Regions from separate parts of the Canis lupus genome. Here region 1 is linked to region 2. Evidence: chromatin contacts called from public Hi-C data. All regions are on one chromosome and are shown on one strand. Each heading gives the region's core, a stretch centred on a gene start, on an enhancer-like site or on the middle of the called end of the contact. The rest is flanking DNA. Distances are from core to core; before and after follow the strand shown. Region 1 overlaps PITPNC1 (cytoplasmic phosphatidylinositol transfer protein 1). Region 2 holds the start of PITPNC1 (cytoplasmic phosphatidylinositol transfer protein 1).

What was found. A called contact is a pair of places that touch in the nucleus more often than the background predicts.
Region 1: a contact with region 2 is called in a Hi-C map of blood, with 2.8 times the contacts expected there. The contact joins the enhancer-like site here to the promoter of PITPNC1 in region 2. A contact is called at or near these places in 3 of 9 Hi-C or Micro-C datasets (amygdala and blood).

The regions. Positions count from the first base shown.
Region 1 is chr9:13,870,555-13,876,989 of UU_Cfam_GSD_1.0, reverse strand. All of the region lies in intron 1 of PITPNC1 (cytoplasmic phosphatidylinositol transfer protein 1), which reads right to left. Among named protein-coding and RNA genes, the nearest start is that of PITPNC1, 69 kb to the right of the region's middle. Within about 2 kb of position 3,474, at least 2 of the 20 cell types and tissues checked have an H3K27ac peak or open chromatin away from gene starts, as enhancers often do. A contact at or near this core is called in blood, where this site is marked.
Region 2 is chr9:13,802,988-13,808,667 of UU_Cfam_GSD_1.0, reverse strand. It overlaps PITPNC1 (cytoplasmic phosphatidylinositol transfer protein 1), which reads right to left and starts at 3,957. Exons shown (of 9, transcript XM_038546821.1): 1 at 3,861-3,957. The coding sequence starts at 3,908.

The DNA of each region.
Region 1 (6,435 bases), core at 2,225-4,724, 69 kb before region 2:
ATGGCCCTTCATCAAAGAGGGCTTGTTGCTGGAGACGGCAGGGGAGGGGCAGAGAGAAGCCTGGGCGCTCGGTTTCCCAAAAAAGGCTGAACAGGGACCTCAGTGTCTCTTTCAGGCACTACCCCAAGTTTTCGCAAAAAGAAATAAAATGACACTTTGGAAGTCTGAGCTGAGGGCACCTGGGTGGTGCAGTGGTTGAGCATCTGCCTTTGGCTCAGGGAGTGATCCTGGGGTCCTGGGATCGAATCCCACATCGGGCTCCCTGCATGGAGCCTGCTTCTCCCTCTGCCTGTGTCTCTGCCTCTCTCTGGGTCTCTCATGAATAAATAAAATCTTTTTTTTTTTTTTAGATAAAATCTTTATTTTTTTTTAATTTTTATTTATTTATGATAGTCACAGAGAGAGAGAGAGAGAGAGAGAGAGAGGCAGAGACACAAGCAGAGGGAGAAGCAGGCTCCATGCACCAGGAGCCCGATGTGGGATTCGATCCCGGGTCTCCAGGATCGCGCCCTGGGCCAAAGGCAGGCGCCAAACCGCTGTGCCACCCAGGGATCCCTTTTTTTAGATAAAATCTTTAAAAAAAAAACATCCAAACACAAACATTTACATTTAGAAAAATAGGAAAGAAAAAAGAGGCACTGCCTCCCTCCCTTGGACCACAAGCAGCTTCTAAGCTAGAGGTAGAGTCTTAGGAGCAGCACATGAACTTATCATGGGTTCACCCGGCTCGGATGTGCCATCACTCTCAGCAGGAAGAGCCCGGGGGCAACCCAGGGTTGGAGTCTTGGTGTGGTGATTACACCATGACGCACCCAGAAATTGGGTGCTGTGAAAGGACACTCGAACTGCTCACTGTAAGCAAGGCTTTGGGCGTGGGCAGCGGGGGAGGTTCTCTTGTGGCTCCGATCTGTGAGGCACACGAAACCCACAGGGCGGGAGGAAGCCGGGGGGCCTCAGTAGAGTTCACCCAAACCTTCCATGCTTTCTGAATGGTAAAAATGAACTGAAAACAAGTGTCCTGGGACACCTGGGTGGCTCAGTGGTTGAATATCTGCCTTGGCTCAGATCGTGATCCTGGGGTCCCGGGATCGAGTCCCACATCAGGCTCCCTAAAGGGACCCTGCTTTTCTCTCTGCCTGTGTCTCTGCCTCTCTCTCTGTGTGTCTCTCATGAATAAATAAATAAAATTGTAAAAAAAAAAAAAAAAAAAAGAAAAGAAAAGAAAACAAGTATCCTCAGGGGAGTAAGGGAGATACCAATGAGCAGCTCGGTAAACCCCTCTTCAGAGGCAACACCTAGCATTGCCACACTTCAGCACACATGGGGATCCCCCAGGAATCTCGTTGTGGTGCAGATTGACTCAGAAAGTCTGGGGTGGGACCTGAGATCATGCATTTCTAACAAGTTTCCAAATACTGACCACATTTTGAGAAGCAACAGCTCAGGGACGCCTGGGTAGCTCAGTGGCTGAGTGTCTGCCTTCAGCTCAGGGAGGGATCCCAGGGTCCAGGATTGAGCCCCATATCGGGCTCCCAACAGGGAGCCTGCTTCTCCACCTGCCAGTGTCTCTGCCTCTCTCTAATGAATAAATAAAATCTTTAATAAAAAAAAAAAAGAGAGAGAGAGAAGCAACAGCTCAGAATCACTGAAGTTCAGAAAGGGAAACCCACAAGCCAGGCCTTCTCCAGGGCAATGAAATCAGTACCCACGGCAGTGAGGCCAACCTCAGGGATTTTTTTTTTCCCCTTAAGAGATTGTATTTATTTATCTGATAGTGAGAGAGCACAAGTAGGCAGATCAGCAGGCAGAGGCAGAGAGAGAAGCAGGGAGCCCGACGCAGGACTTGATCCCAGCACCCCAAGATCATGACCCAAGCCCAAGGCAAGTGCCTAACAGACTGAGCCACTCAGGTACCCCAGATTTTCTTTTTAAGTTGCCCAGGTGATTCTTCTGTATGGTCAGGGCTGGGAACCCACTGGTTCTGGCTCTCATTATTAACTAGATACATTACATGGCCCCAAAAAACTTAGCATCTGGAAATCTCAGTTTTGTATCAGAAAAGGGTTGCTGGCCAAAATGGACTGATGTAGAAACAAATACACAGAATTTGAAAGCACACAGAAAAAAAAAAGTAATATATGATAGTATTTTACATGATCGCATGTTAGCTTGTTTCATTAAAGTGAGGAGTTAACAGTGTCCCTGACTAATCAAATTCTACAAGTATTGGCCCCATGGCTGCAGGCTAACTCTCTAGAAGAGACTCTTAGAAAAAAAGAGACAGACAGACAGACAGACCTTTAGTTAGGGACCTCACTGCTGTTCTGTTAACAACCCCCCTCCCCAGCCCAGTGCCTTGAGACTTTCTTTTTTTTTTTTTTTTTAATTTTTATTTATTTATGATAGTCACAGAGAGAGAGAGAGAGAGGCAGAGACACAGGCAGAGGGAGAAGCAGGCTCCATGCACCAGGAGCCCGATGTGGGATTCGATCCTGGGTCTCCAGGATCGTGCCCTAGGCCAAAGGCAGGCGCCAAACCGCTGCAACAACCTAGGGATCCTGAGACTAACTTTCTTAAATGACAAAGGACTCAAAAATGGATTTGAAGTCTCATAGGCATCCCAGCTAGTACCTTTAAAAAGTGTTCCTTGGCAGCCCAGGTGGCTCAGTGGTTTAGTGCCACCTTCAGCCCAGGAGGGCATGATCCTGGAGACCTGGGATCGAGTCCCATGTCGGGCTCCCTGCATGGAGCCTGCTTCTCCCTCTGCCTGTGTCTCTGCCTCTCTTTCTCTCTCTGTCTCTCTCTGGTCTCTCATGAATAAATAAATAAAATCTTAAAAAAAAAAAAAAAGTGCTCCTAAAGGCGCACCTGGGTGGCTGTAGGTTAAGCACCTGACTCTTGATTTCAACTCAGGTCGTGATCTCAGGGGTCGTGGGATCAAACCCTGCACTGAGCCCCATGTCAGGCTCTGCGCTCAGTGGGGAGTCTGCTCAAGATTTTCTCCCTCTTTCTTTGCCCCTCCCCACCCCCGTTCACATGCTCTCTCTAAATAAGTAAAGGAATATTTTTTGGAAAAAGTCCTCCTGGGGATCCCTGGGTGGCTCAGTGGTTTAGCGCCTGCCTTTGGCCCAGGGTGTAATCATGGGGTCCCGGGATCGAGTCCCACATCGGGCTCCCTGCATTGGAGCCTGCTTCTCCCTCTGCCTCTGTCTGTCTGTCTGTCTCTCATGAATAAATAAATAAATAAATAATCTTTAAAAATAAAAAAGCCCTCCTAACATTCTTTCAAATCTGGATTCCTGGCACCAATTAACGACCGATGCAGGACCTACAAAGCAAATCCACGCTCCCTTCCTTTCCACTCCCGTTCCATCTCTCTAATCCAGAGCTCCAGGGTGCAAGGAAGGTGCTCAGCAGCCAACTTTCCACTTTCTGTGCAATAAACACAACTCCAAAGGGCATCAGTTCTGCCAGCCGCCAACAGATGGCATCAGCGGTCGCACAAGGTCACTGGAGCCTCAGCCTTGGCTTTGTTCCTTAATCCCTGTCATGTTTGCTGTTGGAAATGCGTGTCTTGTTGCAAACTTACTGAAGGTGAAAAAAATTAGGTCAAAATGCAAGTCTTCGGATAACAACATGAGAGCTGTGAAGGAGTAAGAGCCCCCGACATCCTCGGCTCCCTGATGAGATAGCTTCACCAGCAACCAATGCGTACCCAGCTGGGTAAGTGTCACGTCGGGGTTAGAACAAATAGGCGTTCAGCAACTCACCTGTGCAACGCTTCTGTGTCCCCGGGTGACATAACAACGAAGTCGCTTCTCCCAGCCCACGCAGAAACCACAAAGCAAAACAACCTTCCACCATGAAGCAAAGCTATAACCGCCGCTTTTCAGAACCAAAGACTCTCTGAGAAGCAAAACTCCACTTCCCCTTGATTCATCGGGCTTGTGTGCTCAGCATATCAGCTATTCCCAAGAAAACAGGGCCCTTCTTTATTGACTGCAACAATGCCGGGTGTTCAAGCTAGGGCGGTTTAGTTCTTTCTGCAGGAACTTAGCTGAATGCCTTGTGCTGGTCTTTCAAAGGTAATGGTCAGGAATCCTGTGGATTGCTAGAATTCTAAAGAACAACGGTTCTCCACCAGGGGAGACTTTGCTACCCCAGGGGTCATCTGGTGGTACTGAAGATATGGTGGTGGTCAGGGGCAGGACAGAGGAAGGATGCTGCCGGCATCTAGAGTGCACAGGACAGGCCCCGCAACCAAGAATGATCCAGTCCAACTGTCAATAGTGGTGTGGTTGAGAAACCCCACTCTAGAGCCAAGAATTTGGGCCAAGAAAATTTAAATTCCACAAGTCAATTTCCCACTGGACTGAGAAGACAAAAGCTAATTAATGGGAACTCCTTCCTGACGTCAAAATTGGCCATCCCAGTCTTTCCTGGTCCTGTTTTTGAGAACAGTGTCCTTCATTGTCACCAAGGCCTCCCCTGTGAATCTCATTGCGGCCGACCTTCTCAGGAACTTCGCCCCATCCACCATGTGCTCTTCCTTAGCGTCTACACTCTTACCACTCCCTCCACCTGATTCCGAGAGGCTGTTTTCCCATTTCAAAAACATCTTTCAGGGCACCTAGCTGGCTCAATCAGTAGAGTGTGGAACTCTTGATCTCAGGGTCATGAGTTCAAGCCCCATGTTGGATGTAGAGATTACTTAAAAATAAAATCTTAAAACAAAACTCTCACCCAAGCAATAGATACCCTGAGTCCTAACTGATTTAAACAAATGATTGAGGGGTGCCTGGGTGGCTCGTTGGTTGAGCGTCTGCCTTTGGCTCAGGTCGTGATCCTGGGGTCCTGGGATCAAGTCCCGCATCAGGCTCCCCACAGGGAGCCTGTTTCTCCATGTCTTCGCCTCTCTATCTCTCATGAATAAATAAAATCTTAAAACAATTTTTAAAAATTTTAATGATTGGATAAATAAATAAATGGAAGAGAAGGGACAAATCTTCCTTACAGAAGAATTCCAGGTAATACACATGGAAGGAAGGAAAGAGCTAGAAAATCACAAGTACAACGCTACAGTAATCATAGCTGCAGGCGAGATCCCCTGATGAATGTTCAAAGTTTTTAAAGGAGAAATAGGATACTTGCAGGGCCTCAAAGCATCTTTTAGAAAGTATTTATTCATAACTGTGGTGGTTTTAGCATACCCAAACAACCTTTCTTGGATCATCCCCCAACCCTAGGAGGTAGCACTTAATGTACCTCCCCTTGATTGTGGGCTGGATTTAATGGCCCACTTCTAGTGGATAGAGTATGTTCTAAGGACAGCTTTCTAGAATGTCAGGCTGACCTCTTCAGGGTTTTTTTTTTTTCCTAAGGTCATGGAGATATTTGGGCACAATACCCAAATACATGCACCCAGGTGTGGCTGGTAGGTGGATTTGCCTTTTTTTTTTTTTTTTTTAATGACTTTGAGTTTCCCATCAAGATACAGAGCTTGGTGTTTACCCTTAGTGACAATAACTTGTTGAGCAGGGCGCCTGACCCGGTGGCTTAGCGGTTTAGCGCCGCCTTCAGCCCCGAGTGTGATCCTGGAGACCTGGGATCGAGTCCCACGTGAGGCTCCCTACATGGAGCCTACTTCTCCCTCTGCCTATGTCTCTGCCCCTCTCTCTTTGTGTCTCTCATGAATAAATAAAATCTTTAAAAAATAATAATAATAACTTGTTGAGCAAATCTATTTTGGGTGCAGGCAAAGCAAACCTATTAAACCCCTAAAGGGACTTGCAGGTATGGCAAGAGAACACTATTGAGTTCCAGAATTCAGAATTTTACAATGGCCATCACAGAGCACTTCCAAAGCCTCGATGACAACATCCATTAAGTTAACACCCAATTCACTCTGGGTCAGAGTAAAGATGAAAAAATCTACAACTGAAACCTCTCTCATCTTCCACACCTTCCTCCTCCAGTCTTGCATCAGAAAAAGCAATTGGAGTTGGGGGGGTGGGGGGTGGGATCTGATTGATGCCTCAGAGCCCTTTTCAGCTACAATAGGAACAGGTTTAGAAAGGAATCAAATGGCCCTGGGCATAAGAATGCCAGGTCTTTCTCCTGCAAAAAGTGGGGTCAAAACCCTGTTCATAGGAGAAAATACTTCTTAGGATCATCTCCCCAAGTCTTCATCTTAAAGTCAGCCTCTGGAGATCACTCTAAGACATATGTACATCCAATAATATAAAACTTTAAAATCATAGCCCCAGAGGGCACACTCCCAGTGAATAGCCCAAGAATGCAAAGCATGCCTCTGTGATCTAACTAGGAGTAATGCTAGTTAAAGTACTGGAGTCAAAAAAATAAAATAAAATAAAATAAAATAAAGTACTGGAGTCTTGGGCAAAGTAGCTTAAAACCCCAATAATCGTAAAAGAG
Region 2 (5,680 bases), core at 2,708-5,207:
GCAGCATAAAGAAAAACAATGGGTTTTACCATGGCCCTGGTTATGGCTTGGCGATTAACAAGTTGGGTGACCTGACCCACATTACTTAACTTTTCTTTTCTTTTTTTTTTTTTAAAGATTTTATTTATTTATTCATAGAGACAGAGAGAGAGAGGCAGAGACACAGGCAGAGGGAGAAGCAGGCATCATACAGAGAGCCTGATGTATGTTAAGTAGGGGCTGCCCTACTTAACTTTTCTGACTCAGTTTACACACCTGCAAAATGTGGATAATAGCACACTAGTTCCCCTGATGCTCCCCTCCACCAGGAGTTAAATAGGATAAGGCCAGGGGGCAGCCCGGGTGGCTCAGTGGTTTAGCACTGCCTTCGGCCCAGGGCGTGATCCTGGAGACCCGGAGCGTGGAGCCTGCTTCTCCCTCTGCCTCTCTGTCTCTCATAAATAAATAAATAAATAAATAAATAAATAAATAAATAAATAAATAAAATCTTTTTTTTTTTTTTTTTAAAAAGTATAAGGCCAGGGAAGAAGAATGAACCCAGGGTTGGTTCTCTCACCAACTCTCGTCATTTTTAAAAATATGGGCGCTCTTGGGATGCCTGGGTGGCTCAGCAGTTAAACGGCTGCCTTCAGCCCAGGGCATGATCCTGGAGACCTGGGATCGAGTCCCACATCGGGCTCCTTGCATGGAGCCTGCTTCTCCCTCTGCCTGTGTCTCTGCCACTCTATCTCTCTGTGTATCTCATGAATAAATGGGTAAAATCTTTAAAAATAAATAAATATGGGCTCTCCTAATTCATTGCGGGGTTTAGACAGAAACAAATTCCTAAAGTGCTGTGTAGACGGAATCAGGCCCAAAGCAAATGAAGCCTTGAAGCAAAAGTTAGGCTTTGAAGAATCTACCTACTAAGGTGATGGTAATGGTCTTCTTTGAAGACACTGTTAAGTCCCTTCCCAGTTTTTTATTTTTTTTTTTAAGATTTTAATTATTTGACAGAGAGAGAGCACAAGCAGAGGGAGCAGCAGAGGGAGAGGGAGAAGCAGACTCCAGCTGAGCACAGAGCCTGATGTGGGGCTTGATCCCAGGACTCGGATCATGACCTGAGCCAAAGGCAGCCACTAAACCCAGGGAACCACATTGGTGCCTCATGCTCCTTCCCAGTTTTTTTTTTAATTTTTTTTTTTAAATTTATGATAGTCACAGAGAGAGAGAGAGAGAGAGGCAGAGACACAGGCAGAGGGAGAAGCAGGCTCCATGCACCGGGAGCCTGACGTGGGATTCGATCCCGGGTCTCCAGGATTGCGCCCTGGGCCAAAGGCAGGTGCCAAACCCCTGCACCACCCAGAGATCCCTCCTTCCCAGTTTTTAATGTTAAGGACAGTAGGACATAGTACAAGGTAGGGGGGTGGGGGTGGATGGTGGACACTGGGGGTTTACTCCAAGTCAGATTCCAGGGATCTAACCTCTGGCACGAGGTACCTAGTTTCCTCACCCATCATCTGCCTTGGAAAATCTGAATCCTATCAGTTTGAAGCCTCTATCAATCTAAACTGTCCCCACCGTTTTTCTAACCAAGTGGAAAACTAACTTCAAAATATAACTTTTTTAGAAACTGAATCATGGGACGCCTGGGTGGCTGAGCGATTAAGCGTCTGCCTTCTGCTCAAGGCGTGATCCTGGAGTCCCAGGATCGAGTCCCACGTCGGGCTCCCTGAATGGAGCCTGCTTCTCCCTCTGCCTGTGTCTCAGCCCCCACCCCCCCCCCTCTCTCTGTGTCTCTCATGAATAAATAAATAAAATATTTTTTAAAAAAAAGAAACTGAATCATGCTTTAGTCCAAATAAATTGCACATTAAGTAAATTATAATTATATATTCTATTAACAAGGGGAGCCTGATTTCATTTACCAATTAAGAAAGGGCCTCCCCTCCCCCCCAAAAAAATAACAAGTAAAAGAAAGGGCCTCCACCTGTATTATTCAAAAGTGATTACTTCTCCCTGAAGTGGTGGGTATTTTAGTAGCATGCATAAATAAATCAATAAGTGGCTTAAGAGCTGTGCCTGAATGTTCAGGAAAGCCTGCGGAAAAAAAGCAATCAGAATAAAGAGAGTAAAAAGATTTTGTAGGTAGTAAGAAGATTCTAGAACTGGTTGTTTTCTTGACTATCACCTGCACTTTGGAGGTATTTCATGCAGTACTAACACTGCGCCTAGATTCCAAACTCCTATCAATAAATAAAGTCACTGGGGGGAGAGATGAAAAAGCACACACATCTCCAGGCTGCACTGCTCCAGCTCAGCTGCCCAGGGTGGGAAGATCTCAATCTTTTCTAGAACTACTCTGGTTAACCAGGTTCACTCATCTGCCTCCCCCACTTCCCACACAGCTGTGTGCTGCTCCTCCACTTGATCGACACGGTCGAGATGCATCCCCCAAAACTGCCTATCCACCCGGATTCATTCCATCCTTCCAGACTCTGCTCCAACGTTATCTCCTCAAATGCCAACAGGCAGCATCGCCAGCCAGGTGGATCATTCTGGTGGGGGCCTGACCTCTCTCTTTGACAACCAGTGTCCCGGGGATGTATAGTTTTGTCAACTCGCAGCTACTTGTATCTTGCCTTGGATTGTACTATGGGTCCTGCCTCAACACTTGCTCCAGATGACAGATTAAGACGGGCCCCTCGGGAGCGCAGTCCCTTTATCTGTTAAATACCTGCTTCTTGCCCAAAGCGCCTCGCCCCTTCCACAAGCCAGAGGCTCACTAATATACCTGATAGATTAGATGCTCTGTATTTAAATAGACACACGGTTTGGCTCGCAGTCTCTTTGGTGGGGCACACTAACCCACACTAGTGAGTCTCAAATTTCCCCGATTGGCTTCACGCTTCCTTGACGTCCCTGGACGGGCGCTAAGCAATTGTGAAAACACCAAAAAGGTAGGGGTGGGGGGGATGCTGGGGCCTGAATATTCCTCACTGAGTCATTTCCTGAATGATGGAGCCTGAAGCTTCGGGAGATCTGGAGAATGGAGCTGGAGCAGCGGTGGGAGGACCAGCGCCCCGGCCCCCGGCCCCCGCCCCCCGCCCGGCAGCCGCAGCCGCAGCCGCAGCCCCCGGAGCGGAGCCCCGGGCCGGCACCCACGTGCTGGGGCGCCCCCGTGTGGCCGCGCCCGCGTCCCCGCCGCTCCCGGCTCGCCCGCAGACCACGCTCCCCGCCGCTGGAGAAACAACAGACGCAGAAAGTTTCCGAGCCAGGCGGTTTGCGGAAAGGTCGAAGCCAGGTCTGGGAGCCTCGATGCGCGGGCGTGGCGGGAGCGGCGCCCAGGCCGGCGGCGACGGCGAGAAGTCCGGGCCGGGGAGGGCTGCCCTAGGGCTCCGAGGTGCCCCCCAGCGGGACTCCGGGCCTGGCGATCCCGAGGGCAAAGGCTTCTCCCCTACCCAACCCAGACCTTGCAGCGAAGGGCGGGAGGGGAGCCGGGGCCCACGCCAGGACCGGGTGCCGCTCCCCACACACACCCCACCCCAAGCCGGCAGGACGCGCTTGGGGCGCTTGGCTTTGCTCTGTTCATTTTCTTAATTGGAGGAGGGGGGGGCGCACCGATTCCCTTTGGCTCTGGGTGCCCCCCCAAGACTCCACCTAGAGTCCACCGCCCCACCCAACGCCGCCCTCCCCCGCTGGGGTGACAAGTGGAGACAGCAACTCCCCCCCTCCAGCCTTCCACTCGGGAGGTAGTGCTCCCGCAGGGCTTCCCCGCCGCCCGCGGAGGCTCCGCCGACCAGAGGCTGCGGCGGGGTCCTCGGCGCCCCGGGGCGGGGGGGGGGGGGGGGCGAGGCCGGGCCCGGCGCGGCGGCGCTTACCTCGTCCACGGTGAGCGGCATGCAGATCCGGTACTCCTTCAGCAGCATGGTCCTGCCGGCCGCGGGCCCCCGGCGCGGGCGCGGGGGCGGGGGCGGGGGCGGGGGGCGCCCCCGAAGGGCGAGGCTGCCGCCCAGGCGCGGGGCAGGGCGCCCGGAGCCCTGCGCTCGGAGCCGGCGGGCGGAGCAGCCCCGGCGGCGCGCTCAGCTCCTGGCTTCCTCCTCTCCGCCCGCGAGCATGTCAAGGTTCGGGTCTGGGCGTCCGGGGCTCCCCGCCTCCTGCCTCGCCGGGGCCGGTCCTCCCGGACGCGCTGTTGCAAAGTCAGGGAGGGACCGCGGAGGGCGGGAGGGGGACCCGCTGGAAACCGCTCGGATCGGCGGCCCCGGGCGGGAGGAGCGGCCGCCGGATCAGGACATGCCCGGTGGCGGGCAAGGGAGGAAAAGAGAGAGCTTTCCGAAAATTAAGACGAAATGCACAAAAAGTCCCCCGCCTCGGGCCGCCTGAACCTGGCGACCCCCGCTCCGGCGGGTCTGCCCGAAGGCGAATGTCACCAGGAGCCCATTGCAGCCGGAGCCGGAGATGCTGACTTTCCAGACAAAGGCTCGGCCGGCTCTTCTCCCCGGGCGGTAAACAAGATTTCCTGCTCTTTTTAGGGCCCGTCCGCGAGGCGCGCCGGGGCTCGCGGCGGGAGGAAAGGGAAGCCGCGGCCGCTCGGCTGCGCCGGGCTTGGGCCGCGGGTTGCTCCGAGCGGGGCTCGCGGCGGCCGGGGCGGGCGGGAGGAGGCGGCGCCTTCCGCGCACGGCCCTCCCTCCCCCGAGTGCCCGGGCTCGGCGAGCGCCGTGCGTGCCCGCGAGTTTGCAGCCGCCGCGCCGGGCCCGGGAGTCCGCGCCGAGCTGCAGTGTGCCTCGGGCCGGGGAGGTGGGTGCGGGAGGAGCGAGCGCCAGCCGGGCTGACATCAGCAGCGGCCGCGGCGGGGAGGGTAGCCCCATCCGGCCAATGGGGAAATGGCAAAGAATGTGGAGGATTTAAACAAAACAGCATGTCTCTCCCCGGCTCCTGCCAGACGGCGGGGCTGTCCCGGAGCTGAGCCTGGGGGCCGCCGGGGAGGACCGAGCGAGGGGGCCGGGGGGCGGCGGGGGCGGCGGGGGCGGCGGGGGAGGGGGGCCCGCTTCCCTGCCCGCCTGGACCCTTTGGGTCTGTTTCTCAGATGTGCCCCGCCCGGCCCCTCTGGGTGGCTTCTGGCTTCCAGGTACCGAAAGAAGCGTGTCTTGACCTTTGCAGAAGGTCTTGTTACAAACGCCCCCTCTGGTCCAGGGTTGCAAGCCCAGCGCTGGAGAGGCGACGGGCTGTGGGAGCACGAGCCCCCAGCCTTGCCTGCTTTCCTGGCTGGCTTCAGAGATGGAATCCTGGACGACTGGCAAGTGCAAAAGCGAGGAAGAAAATGAAGTACAGAGAGCACAGGAAAACAGAGGGAGCGAGAAGCGGACACAGCCTTGTACCTCTCCTGGCCTGCGCTGCTGTCCCACCGCCCGCTCCGCAGGGCTGCCAGAGTAGGCTTGCCTGTCACCACTCCTAAGTTCAAAAAGTCACAGTGAAATGTCAATGAAAATGCCTGGAGTGTTGGTACTTCATCCATATTAAACAGATCCCTCATTTTAACCACAAGAGGCACATTTTTCACTTACTCAGGAAGCTGCATGTAACTGCTGAAGTCTGTTTTTCATTTGTCTGGTATTTTTAAGCTTGTTTTTCTGAAAAGTTGCTGGATGAAAAATGCATCGTTTTGCCTCTATGCAGAAGAACCTGCAAGCATCATCTTTTC